Linked DNA regions of Drosophila melanogaster: region 1 is linked to region 2. A link is a contact called in public targeted proximity ligation data. All regions are on one chromosome and are shown on one strand. The core of a region is the stretch at or near the end of the contact, and the rest is flanking DNA. Distances in the headings are between cores, read along the strand shown. Region 1 holds the start of LanB2 (Laminin B2). Region 2 holds the start of CG42673.

What was found.
Region 1: a targeted proximity ligation map of the Kc167 cell line shows a contact between it and region 2, with 5 times the contacts expected there. A contact is called at or near these places in 30 of 107 Hi-C or Micro-C datasets (the Clone 8 cell line, the Kc167 cell line, the ML-DmBG3-c2 cell line and 10 more) and 4 of 7 datasets of targeted methods (the Kc167 cell line and the S2 cell line).

What each region holds. Positions count from the first base shown.
Region 1 is chr3L:9,612,662-9,616,775 of dm6, reverse strand. It overlaps LanB2 (Laminin B2), which reads right to left and starts at 1,862. Exons shown (of 10, transcript NM_079282.2): 1 at 1,804-1,862. Tmc (Transmembrane channel-like) reads right to left here. Exons shown (of 19, transcript NM_001316433.1): 19 at 2,775-4,114. The coding sequence ends at 2,972.
Region 2 is chr3L:9,544,792-9,549,457 of dm6, reverse strand. CG42673 reads right to left here and starts at 2,238. Exons shown (of 10, transcript NM_001202149.2): 1 at 1,981-2,238.

The DNA of each region.
Region 1 (4,114 bases), core at 613-3,112, 68 kb before region 2:
ACTGCCCACCATGCGTATCTTTGCTATTCGGTAACTTGAAGTAATTCTATGCGATGATTTCATCTACTCCTCAACTCATTCTCATTCTCAACTTTGAGCTGCAACCGCCACAATTAGTAATGAGGTTTTTAGTTCTTAGTATTTATGAGCACTGCACTAGTTGCAAGGTTGGATTAATTGAGATTCTGCAGATCCAAGCTCTAAGATTCATGTGTGTCTTTTCTATGAATTCAGTTAAGTAGAGGCACTAATTAGCAAATATTTGCCCAGTATTTGCGGCAAGATGATATCACATCCTCTGAAAACGAATGCAATATGAGAGCAAACTCAAAGATTCCCTTGGATACAGGAAAATACCAGTTCTCGTGGGTGAGATGCGGAATTCAAGACATCATCCAGCTGAAGGAACTTATAGAGAAGTATTTCATTCTGGTATTTCATTCAGTGATACCGATATCGTGGATCCCAGTCCGAATATGAATATAAGTTCCTAGAAATGCCGGCTCGTTCTATTCCAAAAGCATTGTCTGCTCGAAATCACAAACCGAATCAGGGTTAGATTCGTTTTATTTTTAAACACCGAATCACGAACAGTACACAGCCAAAATTTTGTTGAGTTATATTAATTGTTTGCACATAAGTCCTATGTTTATCAATGGCACCCATTTATTTCCCGCTTTTGTTGAATGGTCTGTCTTATCAGCCGTTGGGCTCTTTACGGTTCGAAAACTATACGAAATCTGTTGTCAGGGCGGCCGACTTTCAGATGAACCCTTTGCGCAGAGTTCAGTTCAGTCCATCCAATCACATAATACTGATACTGGAACTTACACCCCGCGCACACATACACACACCACATTCTATATATGGTCGGAATGAACATCCGCTCCATTCAGATTTCAGATCGCATGCTGCACATAACGGGAGTATTGTATATAGACTGGGTCTTGAGCCGAGACGAGATACGCGCCTATGAACACGAACACGAGTTCCTTTGGCGATAAGAATTTGGGGCTACGAACTAGCTGATATCACACTCTATATAAAGACTATAGCCCAAGTCGTGGTTTTTTATATGGCTGAACTGCGTTTTTGTTTGCACCTTTTGGCCTGTATCTTTATTGCTTGGTTTGTTTTTATCCACTGCTTCATCGGCACAACACACACACACTCACATTCACACTCTCACGCACAAAGCAGCAGGTAGAGGGAAATCGGAGGAAAGCACTCAAAAACCTCTCAGATACTTTTACGAACTCCGTTTTGTATCTCACGGATGCACAGAGGGCGCAGCAACTGCGTTATTTTCGTTTATTTATCGGCTATATTTATATGGTAGATACATTTTCCGCTGTGACCGTTCGTCGAGTAACACATGGCACTATTCGGCGATTTTCCAAAATATATTTCTCTACTATTATTATTCCGTATTCCATTTTAATATTAAATGCAGTTTTCCAAACTTGAGTGCACACTTCGCTGCCAAGTTGCATTTCTGCTGACTGGCGTTTTGAACTGGGATTGTGTTGCCTCGTTTTACGTGTAATTGTATCGGCACCTCGAAGGCAAGAACCTCACGGGAAACACTCCGTCACATGCGAGATACTTTTTATGTTTCATTTTTTTTTTATCTAGGTGGGGGCTTTTCTTTGCATTTTCTTAACTGGCTGGTTAAAAGGCAGCAACAACAAGTCGAAACAACGAAAAAACAAATATTAGGTGACCGAGAAGACTTGAGACACGAGTGGATGTGGATGTGGATTCGGTGCCAACAGATGCAGCAGCTCCACCAGCACCACTTACTTCGTCGCTCAGAAGACGCAGGCAACCGTTAACGAGGACGTCCAATGCTCAACTGACTCTCGAGGAATGAATGCGAAGCCCAACGATCATCGCTCGTTGAGTGAAACTCTGTACTCTGCGCTCAGTATCTGTATCTGTATGTTGTGATTGTGTGTTGTATCTGTATCTGAAACTGTGAGAGGGCAGTCGGATCTGGTTGGAGTACTTGCGGCCGGGAGTTGGACTATTCAAAGCTCTCCAGTTGCGATGATCTTCCTTATGGAAGTGTGTTGCGATTTAATTGCCTGGCTCTTTCGTACGAATTCCATTAATTGCTCATGTGGGCGCGCAAATATTTAAACAGCAGTCTGCTCGAAAGATTCTTCTCTACATAATTGCCTCGATTTTTGGCTGGGCGGGGAGGCTGTGAGAGCTGGACTCTCTGCTCTACTTTCCGCTTACTTTGTAGTTATTGGAGTTAGCAGGTTATCGCTGGCACAGCTGATAAGGAGGTTAATGTACCACAAACGTCGCCGCACTTTCGGTTTCATTGAAGAAGCATAAAAATTTAAGTTTGTGATCATTTTTAAAAAATTTAGCCAACTATTATTTATTTGGGATAAGCAATTTAAGCTAGTACTAAAATTTTTTATTGTAATCTACACATGTTTTTTTCAGTTCGAAATAAAGAAAAATTTCACATCAACGTCTGTATATAATATTTATGGTACGAAATTTGTAATTATTTTTTTTTTGAGCCAGATTTAAATTTTCCTGTTCAAATTCCTTAAACTTAAAATTTTACCTTAGTGGCGCCCCAAAAGTGTGGACACTTTTCGAACTGCTGGCATACTGCTTGCATCCACTGCTTGCAATAGTGTTTTCCAATACTGAACTTGGCGCGTCATTTAATTTCCCGTGAACGGATTATAAATTTGATTTCAAGCAATTAATATTAAAAGTGAAAAAAATACACATATAAATTAAGTGCAATTTAGAGTGGTTTATTTTTATTTATTACGGAAATAAGCTAATGAATGAAACATCATTATTTCGTAAGGATCGAAAGGTTTCTTTTTATATTCTGAAGAACAAGATTCAAGCTAAATAGTAAGTGAAGTAGGAAGAATGCTAATATGTTTATTCAAGAAGACAATCTGGTGTTCAAGGCACTTCTTCGCTTGGTACATCATTTCTCATGCTCATTTTCAATGTCAATCCTTATAATGTTGACCGTGGGCTCCGGGGAAGCACTCCGCGGGTCGGGAAGCCCATTTTGTGGAGCAGCTGCGTCCACAATGCACTCATCGCTGCCGGTGGTGCTTATAGTAATAGTGGGTATATTATCCGACCAAATGGAGCTCTGTGAATCCTGTCTCATAGTGCGACGGCGATGGGAATCGCTGCGCCTGGGAAATGTAATAGGACCGGCTGTGTCCAGTTCCTCCAGGTCATCCATGGTGGCCGTTGGAGCAGTGGCGGATGCGGGAACCATTGGAGGCTTTGGTGGCTTGGAAGGCGCACGAGACGATGTGCTGCTGCCAAAGTGCAGTGGTGCACTGGGCGTTGGAGATTCCGGTTCCGGAGTAGGTGGCATTTCCAAGGCCGTCGAACTGGACACGCTGGACAATACTGATGGTGGTGGTGGCGGTGTGTAGGCCAAGTAGGTGGGCGTTGTGGGACCCGGCGACTCATCCGAGCCCGCCTGCTCCACATCGTCCTTTTTGAGATTGACGGCTTCACGAACCAGGGCCAACAGGTTGCCGATCTTCTTGCGACCCTGCCGGGAAAGCACAGACAATTGCCGCTGGTGGTGACCCTGACCCTGGCTGGGAGTGGGTGATGGCAGACTCCTATCCTGCTCCTCAGTGCCGGATGGCTCGTTGTTTAGGTACTCTGCGGCGTGAGTTGCCGGTACATCCGAACTCCTTTCCACACTCCGCTCGTCAAACTTGAACACCTCTGGCTCCGGCTTGACGGCAGCCACATTATTTGACTTGAATTTGTGCTTACGGAACTTGAACTTGCCCAAACTTCCACCGCCACTGCCACTCTCCTTGGGTGTCGGCAAGGGTTTATCTTCCACTTCATGCGGCGGGGGTTTTTTTTCATCAACTATGTGGAATTTGCTTTTGGCCAGCGTGGGAGTTTCGGGTGTGGATTCCTCGAGCGCCTGTTCCACGGGCTCTACTGGCGAGTTGGGTGTTTGTGGTGCGTCGGGGGTAGTGGGTGGTTCCTCTCCCTCCGCCTGCTCCTTGTGGCGCCTCAGCAAACTGGCGCTGACAATTCTTGAATTTGTATCCGGATCATGTTCATTGTCCTTGGGCGATTC
Region 2 (4,666 bases), core at 989-3,488:
TGGTCGCGGACTGATTGGTATTTTGAGTATTTTTTTCGGGAAAACTTGAAAGCAAAAATTGCCAAGTTCCCGTGCTGGTAGCTCACTGTTTGTTATTTTCTTTAATAAACATATGAACAACGGCAATTAAACAGATACCGATGCCTAACAAAAGCCAGCTGCGTTGTCTCCGTTTTGGCCAAGAAAGTCCCGGCTGCGAAGGCATCAATCTTGTTTTCGATTTCACAGAAACTAACTGCCTGCCGGAGACGGGGTAGAAAAAAAAAGGCAACTTGCTTCGCCTTAGAAACTCGGTAGATGGCCAGAAGATCCCGATCTGCCGACTGGATTGTTCTGTTCGGTGTGTCTCGCCATTGTCGTTTTGGCCACATACATATATTTATGAGGCAGACATGCCAGACATCTGGGGAAGAAGCAGAGAAGTCGGCTGGGCGATGCAAAACTTTTTGCCTGTGTATCTATAAGATACATTTTGTTCGAAGAGCGAATGGACGTGTGTGTGTGCGTGTGTGTGTGTGTGTGTATGTTTGTTGAGCGCCTATAAATAGCAGCAGGCGGCCACTCAGCCAACCCCATCCCCTTCCGCAACGCACCTCAACAAAATCATTTTGGTCCAAACCAAAAAAAAAAATCAAACATAAATCTGTTGGGCAAAACAACGATTGCCAAATCAACTGGGAATGGCGAGGGGCTAGAATTGAATTTATACTTTTTTCGGGAAATTCATTCACTTTGGGGATCATTAGCTAAGCGTTTTAAGCCCCAAGATACCATAAAATATAGCTCTAAAGACTTGGACTAACCTTGAAACCGAACTTTGCCATAGTAAGCATATTTCAAACTAAAAGATATTAATGATCAAACAAAGAGTGGGGAGAGCAGACAATCGAAATGTTGGTGGGTCAGTTATCAGCAATTTTGTCATTGCCCTGAAATTTATCGTTTATTATGCGTTTGCCTCGCCGGTTTCCGTGTCAGTCTGCATTCGTGTGTATCTTGCAGATGCATTTCACCAGAATCAGAATGCTGCGTTGTAAGCGGCAATCAAACAGTTTTCGTACCGAAAAAAAAACAAATGTATATAATTTATATGCATATGTATTGCTGTTATTGTTGGGCAATAAATTATAAAAATAATAAACACGCTGGTGGCCGTATTCCGCGTTTCATTTTGGCACACATTCAACTAATATCTCGCCAGATCTGCACTGCAGCCCAAAATGTATCTAGAACGCAAAGCGTCGCGTAATCAGTTTTTTAGCTGCGACCTGCGAAAAATTCTCATCTTCACTAGTTTTTTTTTCAGAGTCTAAGCGAAAAACTTTCCATTTCTTTGGCGGCGTGGGTGGTTCGAATAGTTCTCGAATGTCATCGGAAAGTGAGGACTCACCGCTATAAGTTTTTTCTTGTTTATTCGAGTATTTAGTTTCACAGATACCACACGCATACACACAAGCGCACAGTGAACACCTACGGGTATTTAACAGGTCTCGGCTCGTCTTCGGTTCTTTTATATTTTTTCTTAATCCCGCTTGGTGATTTCGAAAATTAACTGCCAATTCTCGGAAGACGAGGCTTTTCTACCTATCCAAAGCTCTCAGCTGAATGTTAATAAACACAGCGTTGTTTGAGTTTGGTTTTTTCTTTCTATTTTTTTTAGTGCGAGAGTTGGCGCCGACTTGTTGCTATGTTTGTTTGTGGAAGATTTTTGTCCTACCACGGGAATGAATATTAAATAACTTTTTTGCCAGTCTGCTGCTTTACACTGTTTATGCCATTTTTTTTTTTGCAAATCACCGTTTATTCTTTGCTTGCTTGCTTTCGAAACGGAAATGCTTAGATTATGATCGGGTAGAACTTCACTTTCGTCACGAACATAAAAAATGCCAGTGCAGAATTGAATTGGGAATGCCGTAAAACCCGTTTTCGAGAATGCAGCGCACGATAAATATGGATATAAGAATACCAATAGCTTAGTACCTTATGTATTTATGGATGGGGGTGGGCTATGTATGTTTTTGAATTTTAAATATTAACGGAGATTGACTCGAATTACGTGCGTGTGCAACGACGAAACCGATATGCGACCGTTACTTTTAGATTTAGATTTAGAATACAACCGGTATTCAAAACTTCAGAACTTTTCACGCTTTTCGAAGCGACGTCAGACAAAAACGATGACGTTGCGTATACGTATACGCTGGTGTCTGACCACAAAGAACGCCGAACAACAACTGCGGCAGTTCGGCCGTTTCGTTTAGCAGAAAAGCACTCTGGCGTATACAGGGTGCTTTTCGGGCAAACCAGTTTTCGTCGCTCTCTTAGCCAACGCTCTTAGTTTGCGCTCGGCAATGCTCGCTCTCTGCGGTAACGAAAAGCGAAAGCCGTTGGCCAATCAAATCGTCTCAAATACACGTGCTCGCTGATGATTTTCCACAGAGTTGGCCAAAGGGGCTGGTGGAGTGCGCGGGGAAGCATGGCCCAGCGTTTTGGCCAAGTTTCTCTGTTTTGGTTTTTGTGCGGCCAGAGTCTGTGGCTCTCTTCCAGTCGCCTTGTGAAGATGTGAAGACAGCCACAGGGTAAACATGGTCAAACATTGTCAAACAAGGGCTTTTATTGAGGAGTCTGGTTGGGCAAACATGGGAAAAGGATTTAAAATTGAAACACCAACTATTTAAAATTTAAATTGTAATTGCATTATTGAAAAAAGATATTAAAGCAAGCAAACTAAACTAACAAAACAGTAGTTCCCAGTAGGAAATGAAACACCTGCTGTTATCCCTTGTAGGCAAATAGTTCTTTACTTCCTTTTTTCTACGTTAAGTTCTTTACGCTGAAATCAAATTTATGTTACGTTATGTTATTCTTACGTTTATTTTTATTAAAGCATGAATCTTGAAAGCCAAAAAATACCTATACTAACCCTTTCCAACTAGAATATCCTAACAAATTGCCATTCTTAGCACAGACGTTTATCAGCAAAGTCCACCGGGGACCCTCTAAATTGTCCCGAATCAAGGTAGACAACTAAATTCACGGCATACCGAAAGTAACCTAATATATCGGTGGTTTTGGAGGCAGCCACAACTCGAGCTTGTTGACAACTCAGTTGGCATATCTGCCAGTATTCACGCATAATTCGTCCTTTTCCAGCGTATCCTGTGCGTGCGGTTGTGTTCGTGTGGGTGCAGAAATTGTATTCATGGGAAAATATGCAAAAGCATGAAGCCGCAATCATATGAAGGGCCAAAGCTGAGAAGACCGCAGAAAGGATGACAAACAAGGGCAAACTCGAAAAGGATGCGGCCCGGTTGTCAGGCAAACGAACACGGAACGCAGACAGATGAAGCAAGGATACGGATGCCTCCATACTTTTGCCATTTAGCCGCATTAGATGCCAGGATGTGCCAGGATACGGAATGCGGTCAAGGATTCGAGCGCGACTTGGCCGAGATGCAAAGAGAATGCATTCGAACTGGGCAAATATTTGCAGTATTTTAATTACTTTTTTGTCCAGAGTTTCTGCAACAGTGGCACAGGAATAGAGATTGGAAATTAAAACAGGCGAGGAACAAGTTCAAATGGCTGTCGCTGTATTCAGATACCAAAACCCTAACCCCCTCCCCCCCCCCTAGTTCACTACTTTTTTAATTAAAAAAGCGCACAACTGAAAATGGCGCCCGCAAAACGGCGAACAATTTCACACAGCTTAACGTGGCCAACTTTTGCGGCCAGGCAAAACTTTAAAATGCTCCCGAGTCACAGATCCTTTAAAGCCATTTCCCGAAAGCCGTTCAATCATGGAAAGTTTTCCCCCTGTGGCCTGTGTCAATTTTCACTTAACACATTGTCGAAAAATCTTAAGCAACCCTACTTAGGCAATCCCATCAACAAGGATACGGCTTCGGGTTTCAAGTGGTTACGAATACAAAAAAAAAAAAAAACTTTTCCATTTTCCCGCCCACCTTTTCGACCAACTTTTCAAGGATGAACCATCGAGTGAGCAAGTTTAAAGCCAAATCAATTAATAACTTTTCCCAACGCACATCCACACACACACATCTTTTGCCATTCGAGCAGCGCCTAAAAGCACGCTCATTATTTTCTGCATAAATTATATTACGATATGGAGGCAAAAGCCATTTGACATAAAAATTTACTGCACATGTTGTGCGATGAACAAGATGAGCAGACACGAGGCGAACTTGATAAGCTTCAGGATGAAACCAATAAATTTATTGTCGCACGGAGTCCTGAGTTTGGCAGCTGCTTTTTTTTTGGGGGACGATGCTCTCGTCCTTGTCCTTTGTGTTAACGCTTCGTTAAGTCTGCGTTAATTTATGTGGGCGTGGCTGCCTGTAGGCCAGAAGCCAAATGACTTTGATAAACCAAATTGTCTAGCGCTAGCCTCCTGGGGAAAAGTTGTAGGCCGTTAAATCCGTCTTAGCCGGAGAAATCAATCAGCAAAGCAAATAAATACAATTAATGTTACATTACGCATACGCCGTGTTGCACAGCTACTGAAATATCCTTGAGTCCTCGGGAAAGGAGGTCGTGTGGCAAAATTTATGCCAAGCAACAATTCATCGCAACTTTATGCATGTCAACGATGACGACTCCGAGGAGCAGGAAATGAAAAGTATGTCTCGACTTTATGCAAAAGCAC